Regions from separate parts of the Macaca mulatta genome. Here region 1 is linked to region 2. The links are chromatin contacts, called in public Hi-C maps. All regions are on one chromosome and are shown on one strand. The core of a region is the stretch at or near the end of the contact, and the rest is flanking DNA. Distances in the headings are between cores, read along the strand shown. Region 1 overlaps LOC106993126 (a long non-coding RNA gene). Region 2 holds the start of BCL2L11 (BCL2 like 11).

Evidence for each region. Hi-C and Micro-C count contacts between places; a contact is called where the count stands out from the background.
Region 1: a Hi-C map of fetal cortex germinal zone shows a contact between it and region 2, with 3 times the contacts expected there. The contact joins the enhancer-like site here to the promoter of BCL2L11 in region 2. A contact is called at or near these places in 7 of 14 Hi-C or Micro-C datasets (CD4 T cells, blood, cortical neurons and 4 more).

What each region holds. Positions count from the first base shown.
Region 1 is chr13:21,562,538-21,567,282 of T2T-MMU8v2.0, forward strand. All of the region lies in intron 1 of LOC106993126 (a long non-coding RNA gene), which reads right to left. Among named protein-coding and RNA genes, the nearest start is that of BCL2L11, 330 kb to the left of the region's middle. Within about 2 kb of position 2,719, at least 6 of the 40 cell types and tissues checked have an H3K27ac peak or open chromatin away from gene starts, as enhancers often do. A contact at or near this core is called in fetal cortex germinal zone, where this site is marked.
Region 2 is chr13:21,228,903-21,233,684 of T2T-MMU8v2.0, forward strand. It overlaps BCL2L11 (BCL2 like 11), which reads left to right and starts at 2,896. Exons shown (of 4, transcript XM_077958993.1): 1 at 2,896-3,122. It overlaps LOC144333642 (acyl-coenzyme A oxidase-like protein), which reads left to right. Exons shown (of 6, transcript XM_077958760.1): 5 at 1,176-1,316; 6 at 1,318-1,516. The coding sequence ends at 1,377.

The sequences.
Region 1 (4,745 bases), core at 1,469-3,968, 330 kb after region 2:
GCATTTCTTAGAGCATAAATCCAGCCCCCTGTTCTAATGCTATTGTGAGTTGACAAGACAGATGCAGACACTGGATCTACACCACTGAAAACAGGATGATTTTGGTTGTAAACTCGAATTAGTGTGATCATTCTCTTCTGACAGGGTCTGTTGGCACAATTAAAAGGCATAGTGGATACCCGTGGACCATGAAGAGTGGAGTGTAATTCTGATAGTCACCTAAAACCTTTCATTGATGTTGGCTTGAAAGCTGCTTAATTAGCTGTAGGCTGCCAACCAATCTCCTTATCAAAGCCAGCTGAAAACAAAACTGAGAGAAACAGCTTGTGGTTTCGCAAAAATGTATTTACATGAAGTATATTTTAAAGGGAGTTTGATCATTAGGTACGATGTCATCTGTGATGTGCGGTGGGTTTGACATTTAAAGATGTCACAGGTTGTCAGATTCGTCTCCAGTCTATACTTAGTTGAGATATAACAACTTCTGCTAGCAGATCTTGTTCTGTTGATTTCCAGCCTAGAAATCTGAAAAGATTTAACTCTTTTTTTTTTTTTTTTTTTTTTGAGACAGAGTCTCACTCTGTCACCCAGGCTGGAGTGCAATAGCACGATCTCAGCTCACTGCAACCTCTGCCTCCCGGGTTCAAGCAATTCTCCTGTCTCAGCCTCCTGAGTAGCAGGGATTACAGGCATCCACCACTACGCCTGGCTAATTTTTGTATTTTTTAGTAGAGACGGAGTTTCACCACGTTGGCTAGGGTGGTCTCACACTCCTGACCTTAGGTGATCCACCCGCCTCAGCCTCCCAAAGTGCTGGGATTACAGACGTGAGCCACCACCCCTGGCTGAAAAGATTTAACTGCTATTTACTTCATAGCAATTCTTCCCATGTCCTCTCACCTCCTTACGCATGATCTATTGAAAAGGAAGTGAAGCGGTGGGTGACACGTGGAACGTAAGCCTATTTTTGCACCTAGTCCCAAGGATGGTGACAGAGGCAAAAATACCGCAGTGAACACAGGCCAGGTAGACAGAGTTGCCGACAGGCGTGTGCTTCCTGAAATCAAGAAGGATCCACATCTTTCTAGCCCGTTACTTCACTGCAATTTGTATTGAAAAGAACATTCTGACAAGACGGGATTTCCTTCACTTAACACTTAAAAATTGTCGAAACCAAGGAAAACCCAGAGTGAAAGCAAACGTTCTACCTCGTTGAAAGCTATCTCGATAGAAGTCATACCAAAGCAGCAGCAAAAGATCCCAGATAAACGTCGACCGTCAGGTATCTTCAACCAGGAACATGGTTCAGTCATTTTGTCAGTGTGCTTAGCAATCAAGATTTAATGCTTTATATTTTATCAAGAGATGCAGACATGAATCACTACCATTGAACTGTTACAAGAATGACGTCTGGTGAATGTTTAGTCATCCATTCACTCCATCTATGATGAAAATGTCACTTTCTGTCTTGCCTAATTTGTTGGAAATTATAATTAAGCTCTAAAAGAGAAATTAGGACAAACCGGAACAGACCCAAGTGAAATCAGCACTCTAGCCGATAACACACGTGAACCACAGAACCTCATGCACAGGACCGCGCAGATCTCTCAAACAGAAAGGGAAATGGTCAGTCAAGTTACAGGAAAAAAAGATTCACTCAACTTCAAAACTTTGTTACTTATGACCCTTCTTCTACCTTAATTCATATGGCAGAGGTCAAGGGGTGTTAGTCCTAGGATGTGAATGCAGTGTGATGCGCAGTTAGCAACATAGTTTTTAAAGGGTCATAGAAAAAAAAAAGTTTTATAAAACTGTACTACTCATCAATTATTTTCCATAGTTTGCTTTAAAAAGGCCTTCTTCTCAAGCCCAATTATTCCATTGTTAATCATCTTGTTTGAGAAAGACCTGTGGCATGAAATCTGTCAATAAGTTGCCATTCAAGCCCAGGAGAGTCAGGCCAGAGGAAGTCCCCAACCAGGGTTCTAACAGCAGCTAGAAAAGGTGGAAGGCCAGGAGCCCAGGGAACAAGCAGGGGACAGTAATAACTGTGTCCTGTCACCTGTTCTGTACCTGTCTTCTTAGCAGGAACTAGCAATTTTGATTATTTTATAAATTCAAAGGCAACCAGACTTCATTTCTTAGGAGCTCTCTTCTACTTGCCTGAGCTGTGGCCTTCATTTGAGACGTTACAAAAAGCAGTGCAAGAATACCAGGAAAGCTGGTCTGCAAGGAGGAATGGAATGAAGGGCTTCACTCTCCCCCAAAGCACCAGGGAGCTCTGCTTCTGGGTCCTCCATGCTGAGACACCCCATTCTGTCAGCTCCTTTGAAGACTAGACTGGGGTTCTGAGCCAGCACACCAAAGTCCCAGGGACAGTTATCAGCAAATCGGCATTACGGATCAGTTTCGAGGAGGACAAATAAAGAAAGAATTACAGTAAAGCACAAAAGCGTGTCTGATGGAGCCAATCCAGAATGGGCAATGCTAGACTGCACAGTAAAATGTGAACTCCTCCATTGCAGCAAATCAAAGGGACTTCCCACATTGTCAAGGTCTCCTTCCCACCTGCCTCTGGTCCCAGGTGCAGACGAAAGCCAGAGAGGCGATGTGGTATGCCCCACATGCCCCTCCCTTCATCACTGGTTTGTTGTTGACACTGCTCCCACTGCGTTTATTCGGTGACTCTGCCTGCGAAGCTTCCTTTCTGCTGCTGCCTGTTGCTAGGGAATGAACCCTAATCACTGCGAGAAAACAACAGCAACAGCAATCTTCACTTGGCACCAGCAAGCACAAACATCTCAGTTTAGTGACAACGTAGAAATCATCCCTAAAAGCATCCTCATTTACATTTTCCCTCAGAAGGATGGCAACATTTGCCCTGTCATGAAATACATATTCTCTTCATCATAATGTCAGAGATGGTGTGTTTGGAGTGGATCCTATTTCCATATTGAATTTCTGCCCTTTGTCATCAACCTGGGTGTCCAGGGTGACTTCAGGCTCTTAGAATAGCTTGGCTGTGGATCTCACCTAGTTGTCAGCCTCTACTTAATTGTATTTTTTTTTCTTGGAGTAAAAAGGCAAACCGCATCGTCAAAGATTTAAAAACACAAACCAAAGGAAACTGGGTTTCCAAGCTTTAAGCAGATGTTATTTACCCACAATTTATTTCCAAGAAGTAACTGAGAAACCATTGCCAATTTTTCATCAGTATTCAATTAGAAGCATGAAATCGTTGTTGTACCAATGATCTGTAATATGGTTCTTGCCAGAGATAAGTGAAAAGCAACCTATGTCCTCAAACTCCAGCTCACCTCAATTCTGGGGTTGCGGCTTCCCCCAACCCTTTTATGTGCTTTCATGGGGGTGGCCAGAGGCTGGCCACTGCTGGTTGCAGGGACTGGGAAGCTGGTGGAGATGAGCAAGTGGGGCTCTCTCCAGCTGCCACCACCTCAGGTAAAAGAGAAGTCCAAGGATTACTTTGTGGTTTGAGGGGCACCTCCTTTTCCCTGGCACTGGGAGGATGGACCTGGTCACTGAGAAACACACAGGCCTCATGCCTCAGGCTTCCCTTGGGCAGTGGAGTCCCACCTGTGGAGAATGGCTTTGCTGGGCTTCTGAGGAGGGGAGGGCAGGGCCAAGGTCTGTGCTTCTCACCTTTGCCCCTGCCCAGAACGGTGTTTGGTTCAGAGTTGATGCTGGGTGAGCATCTGCCGAATGGGATCATGGTGGTGGGATGGATGGTGTGAACCTACTCTCTAGCTTAGCACTGAACCACAGTTCCGAGGTTGGCAGAGATTGGTGCAGGGAGATGGGCAATGCTGGAACTGCCACTCCTTGAGGTATCTTGGCCGCTTTATCTGCGGGTTCCACATTACTGGATTCAATCCACTATGGATTGAAATATTTAAAAATAATAATAAAACAATAAAAATAAAATAAAAATATCATAACAAGTGTTTACACAGTATTTACGTTGTATTAGATATTATAAGTAATCTAGAGATGATGTAAAGTACACGAGAGGATCTGTGTAGGTCACAGGCAAATATTGTGCCATTTTGTATCAGAAACTTGAGCATCCTTGGAGTTTGATATCCATAAGCGATCTTAGAACCAATTCCCCATGGATACCAAGGGACAACTACACATTCTGTAAATTATCAAATTTGTTCAACCTTCTGAGGCAACTACTCTTAATATCCTCCTTAGAGAGAAGGAAGTTAACAGAGGGGTGGTTAACCTGCAGCAGATAACAATAAGTCAAGAGTTAGAGAAGGATTGCAGATGTCCTTGCCTTCTTACCACACCTCTGCCATTAGAGTCAGTGTCCACCACCTCGCAGCTTATGGACACCCTTCCCCGGAGGCTGTAGGTCTGGTCCACATTCCTGCCTTTCTGATTGGAGTGTGACTTCTCCAGGACAGATGCCATGGCCAGCTCAGTTCACTCTGTCTCTCCGGCACCAAGCACCCTGCCTGGAGCACCATGGACCTTGGCATGCGTTTATGGGACTCTCAGTTTTTAAGATGCAGTTTGCCATCTCCTGTGCACAAAGCTTTCTAAAGCAAAGAGGAACTGTCTTCAGCATTGGGTGTTTGGATCTCTGCTAAGAGCAAGACCTTAATAGACCTACAGCAGACTCACCACTGTCACCATATTTATCCCAGGAGGTGTGCCTTTCCGGAATCACCTTGCATATCAGTTTGTCAACGCATTCCTTCATTTATTCATACCACTGT
Region 2 (4,782 bases), core at 1,646-4,145:
TTTGTCCCCCAGCCCCTATTTCCACCACCTTCCTTCTTGGGACCTCACTGAAAACCTGAAATGCTCTGAAAACCTGAAATGGCATTTTGGACTGCTGCAAAGGAAACTGATCTTAACAACATCAGTGCGGCTCAGAGATGACCACCCTGTGAGGGCAAAGGCGGGGCTGGTGTAAGTGATGTTGTTAAACCTGTAAAAATAAGCCATGAAAACCTAGGGATTTACTGTGATATGGGGAGTGAAACAAATTTGCCACTGGCTGAAAACTTGAAAAATGGAGTACAATGTGTAGTAGATTAGAAGAAAGGAAAGCTGTCCGTCTGCCCTTGTGTAGTTTTAGAAAAACAATCTTATTATTTTGGTAGCTATTTTTCCTGAAAAAAAAAAAAATACACTGGCACCTAAGCCATGGAAAATGAAATAAAAATACACCAGTGCAGCTTCCAAACCACTGGCTTACATCTCCCTCTCCTATCCGCTGGGAATGTCTTATCCCTGCCTTCCAGTGGCTGCCAGAACCACCAAGGGCATCCGCGGCGTTCCTTGGCATTGGCGTTAACAGCAGATGGATTTTCCGCAGCAGGCAGGTGGAAGATGGCTAGCATTGGTCCGCCGTCTCACTGTACTGAATTTCAAGAATCATGGCCTACTGCCAGCCAGGTCCGAAGGCGCTAGTCTGGGGAGACTGGAGCAGGTCTCTACTGGTTCACCTGTTCTGAGACTCTTCCTGTTCAGTTGCCTCTGCGCGCCAGAGGGTGGCACCCCAGGCACTCCAGAGGTGGAGAGGTGGGGACGGCAGAGGAGGAAAAGAGAGAGGAGCGGAGGGAAGGACTAGGGAGGGAAGGACCAAGGAGGGAACATTAATAAATTCTCAGACCTTGGTCTCGAGTTCCCGGCTAATTTGGGGGCAAAGCCGCCCCCACGTCCACGCCCACCCCCTTACAGAAAAAGCCTGGGTTTCCACTAGGCTAGGTGTCAGAGTTGGGAATGTCTAAAATAAAAAAGGCTTCCGAGGGTTATTCATGGCCAACAGTTTCCACAGGAGAATCCAAAGGGAAACTAGTTTCCGGGGCCGCTGTGTGTGCGGGTGCTTGGGGGTGGGCGGAAAGCCGCTGGCACTAACGGCTTGTAAGTGTGCCAACATCTGACCTGTCCCATTGTGTCGTGTTTTGCAGTTGCTGGATGTGTGCGACTCGGTGAAGGATGATGCCCTGAGGGTGATCCCCGCCTTTAACATTCCACACACCAACCTCCACGCACCAATCGCCGGAATCTCCAACCCGCGGTTCGCGTGGGCTTTCTACCCTGCACCGCTGCCAGCCGCTGCCACGGGAAGGGGCGCGCTCCCAGCGGCCCAAGCTGGGAGCCAAGCTCTAACGGGTGTGGCGGGAAGTGTGGTGACCCGCCTGCAGCTGCCACGACGCTCGCTCCACTGACGCCCGGAGCTGTGGCCGAGGCCGGGGGGATTTTGGTGGCAAAGCGAAGGTCCCGCCGAGGCTGGCGAGGCGCGCCGCTGGCTGCTAGAAAACAGATCAAGACGGTCGCCTAGTGCGCTGGATCTCTGTGCCCTTTCCCTGAAATCCAGCCTGGCCTGACTGCAACCTCTCCCAACTTCTGTGCCCGATCCCCTAGACAATCAGGGTGGGCTCCCCGCTGCGAGCGCGCCCCACAGCCGGGTGCCGCCAAAGGTCTCCTGCTGTTAGCGGTGACTCACATTCCCAGTGATTTAGAAAAACTGTGGTGCCGAGTGAAAGAAAAAAAAAAAAGCAAACACTCTTAGACAAAAGAAAAAAGCTCCACTCTTTCCGTGAGCGGGCAAAAAGGTTCGGTTCAGCAAGTGATGCTTTTTCAGTGAATCAGACGCTCTGGGGCTCTGTAAGGAAACGCACGGACTGGGAGAAGGAAATGAGAGCCTAGAGTTTTGCTCTCGGCAAAACAAGAACTCGGCATGTCCTTCCAGGCCGGCGGTTTCCGTACAGCAAGACAAGGCGCGGAAAACATTTTTACCATCTGACGCTGTAATCTGTCCTTTAGAAGAGCATAGGTGAAAAGTTTAATAAAGAAATTAAGCGATGTGGAAGTCATTCTCGCTGCTTGCAGACGGCGGGGAGGCGGGCCTGGGCAATTTCGGAACTAGGCGAGACGACGGCACCGCCTGTGGTCCCGGGCAAGGGCCATGGATTTCCCATTTCTCAGATCCCAGCTGCCCGACTTCATTCTTGTTTCTTTCAGTCCAAATCATCCTCCCTTCTCCCTCCCTCCACGTCTCTTGGCACCGCTCTGCCCGCGTCCACTGCGAGGGAGGTGACCTAAAACCCATGGGCCCGTCTCTGCGTTCTCTGCGCTCTGGCCCAGTTCCGGGAGGACCTCCCGACGCCGCGGGAGAAGGCTGCAAGGGCTCGAGGCCCCTGACGCGGCCTGGGTCTCGGGGGACATATGAACCCGCCACCTCTGGCCAGCTTCCTTTTAGTGCCCCAAATAGGAGCACTTAGCCCGTTGCTTCCCCCCGACTCTCTTGTTTTTCAAAGTGTTCACAGGGTCGCGAGAGCGAGCGACGCGGGGGCGGCGAAGCTGCAAGGCTGCAAGGCTGCACAGGAACAGACGACAAGAAATAGGGCTTTCTTCTGCGTGGTTCTTTTCCGGTCCCTGTCTGAGTCGCCCGACCCCGCGGGGAGCGCGGAGCATTGCGGCGTTCGGCTACCTTCAGGCTCTCAGCCCAAACGGCAGGTCGCGTTGCTTCTCCCCAGTTGCGACGCCGGACGGCCGAAGAGCAAAGTTCGCCCGCAGTAGGAACTTCGAGGCCCCGTTAGGACAGATCTCTGGCCTCCGAGTCTACTTAGCCGTGTCCACGCCCGTGCCTTTTCCCTCTTGCAGCGAAATAACTGGGCGGGGCCCGACGCGCGTCCTCCAGCGACTCCGGGAACGCAAGGCCTCCTGCACCTCGCTCAGAATTCACCCGAAAATGCGCTGAGACTTTGGCCTGAGGTTGTGCTGTGTCCCACTGACGTTACAGAAGCGCTTATGAATTTAAAAACTGATCCAAGTGGCCGGACGGCAGGACAGCACCTCCTCACTTGCTGCTCTACGACAAGGCCCCTTCCTTCTCCCCGCTGGCTGCGCTGGTGGGTAGGGTGGTCCCTTTACAGAGTTTTCTTAATCCATCTAGCCTGACCTCACCTTCGGGATGCTCCATTTCCCGATCCACCTCCCACATCCCCGCTGCCGTGATCTAGAAGCCAGGGCTGGGGAACTGAGGCGCGCGAGGAGCAGACAGGAGGGCCGGGGTTGGGGGCACCAGCCACGCGTTGGGAGAGCAGAGCCGGGTGCAGACTCTGAGGACTGGAGAGGCGGCGTGGAGTTTGGTCTCCTGGGAGGCAGAGAGTGTGGTGCCGCCGACTCCAAGGAGGAAAGGGAATGGGTGGGGGGGGGACCGCGCGGGGAGGAGGAACAGGGTATTTTGCGCTCCCACACCGCGTCCCGAACTCAGCCGTTCTGCCTTCACTGGCCTCATCCCGTCCAGGGACAGCTCCTACGAGGTAATCTGCGAGCCCAGCAAATCTTGGGGGTCCTAGCCGAATGTAGTGCGCAACGTTCTCTCACTTGGAGGCCGCCACTCACCTCGGTTTTTTGTGTTTGTTTTTCCTAAAAGGATTTTTTTTTTTCTGAGTGCCTTTTTCATTTCCCTATTTTACCTGCTCTGCTGACATGCCTCCCGCCCTCACCCAGGAGGCGGTGAAGACGCCCACTGGGACCGCGCCTGGCCATTTTCTGGGCACGTCCTGCCCCCACGGGCTCTGTCTCTTAGGGAGACTGGGCGCGGAAGAAAAGCTGGAGAGCCCCTGCGGGGTGGCAGGAGGGGCGTGCCTGAGTCCCGCGAGAGGCTGGGGCGAGGAAGATGCGCAGCCAGCTGATCCGCGTCTCGCCCGGCGCCAGGGACCCTCAGAGCGGGCGAGCTCAAAGACCTCGCCCCGCGCCTTCCCGACGACCGACCCAGTCCCCGCGCCTGCCCCAGAGCGGCTTAGAAACTCAGGGCACAGTGAGGGCGCAGGGCACCTCCTGAGACTTTCCACAGCGGGCCCGGCCAGCGGAGGCTGTGACCGGAGCGCCCCCTCTGTGCCGCGCACGCCGCGGCCGCCACAGGGTTGGGGGAGGTGAGCGGGAGGCCAGGGTACACTTCGGGGTGGGGGATGGGCGCGCACATGGCCGCCAGCAGGCAGAGTCACTCCGGTAAACACGCCAGGGACGGCGGCGCGCGCGGGAGGCAACCCAACGGGGCCACCCCCGCCTTTACCTGTCCGAGCCTGCACGCGCCGGCGGCCTAGGCGCCGAGGAGGCGGAGCTTGCCAGCCCGCGCGCCGGGGCGGGACCTAGCGGGGGCGGGGTCCGCAGTGATTGGGCGCAGGAGCGGGGCCGCCAGCCAGAGCTGGGCTGCAAGGCAGCGCAGGTTTCACTTCGCTCTGCGCCGCCGCCGGGTCTGCAGTTTGTTGGAGGTCTGCGTCCAGCCCGCTGCCGCCGCCGCCGCCGCCACTGCCACCAGTCGATTCTTGCAGTCACCCTGCGAACCCTGCCACACTGCGATCGCATCATCGGGGTATTCGGTTTGCTGAGTTCCCGCCGCCACCGCCTCGGCGCCCTTCCCTTGGCCCTTGTTCCCCCAAATGTCTAACTCTGACTCTCGGACTGAAAAACGCAAGGTAAATACCTCCAAATCCCGCGGTGCGGGCCTGGCACCGATGTAAGACTAGCGCTGGAGCCCGAACGCCACCACCTACTGCCCGCTTC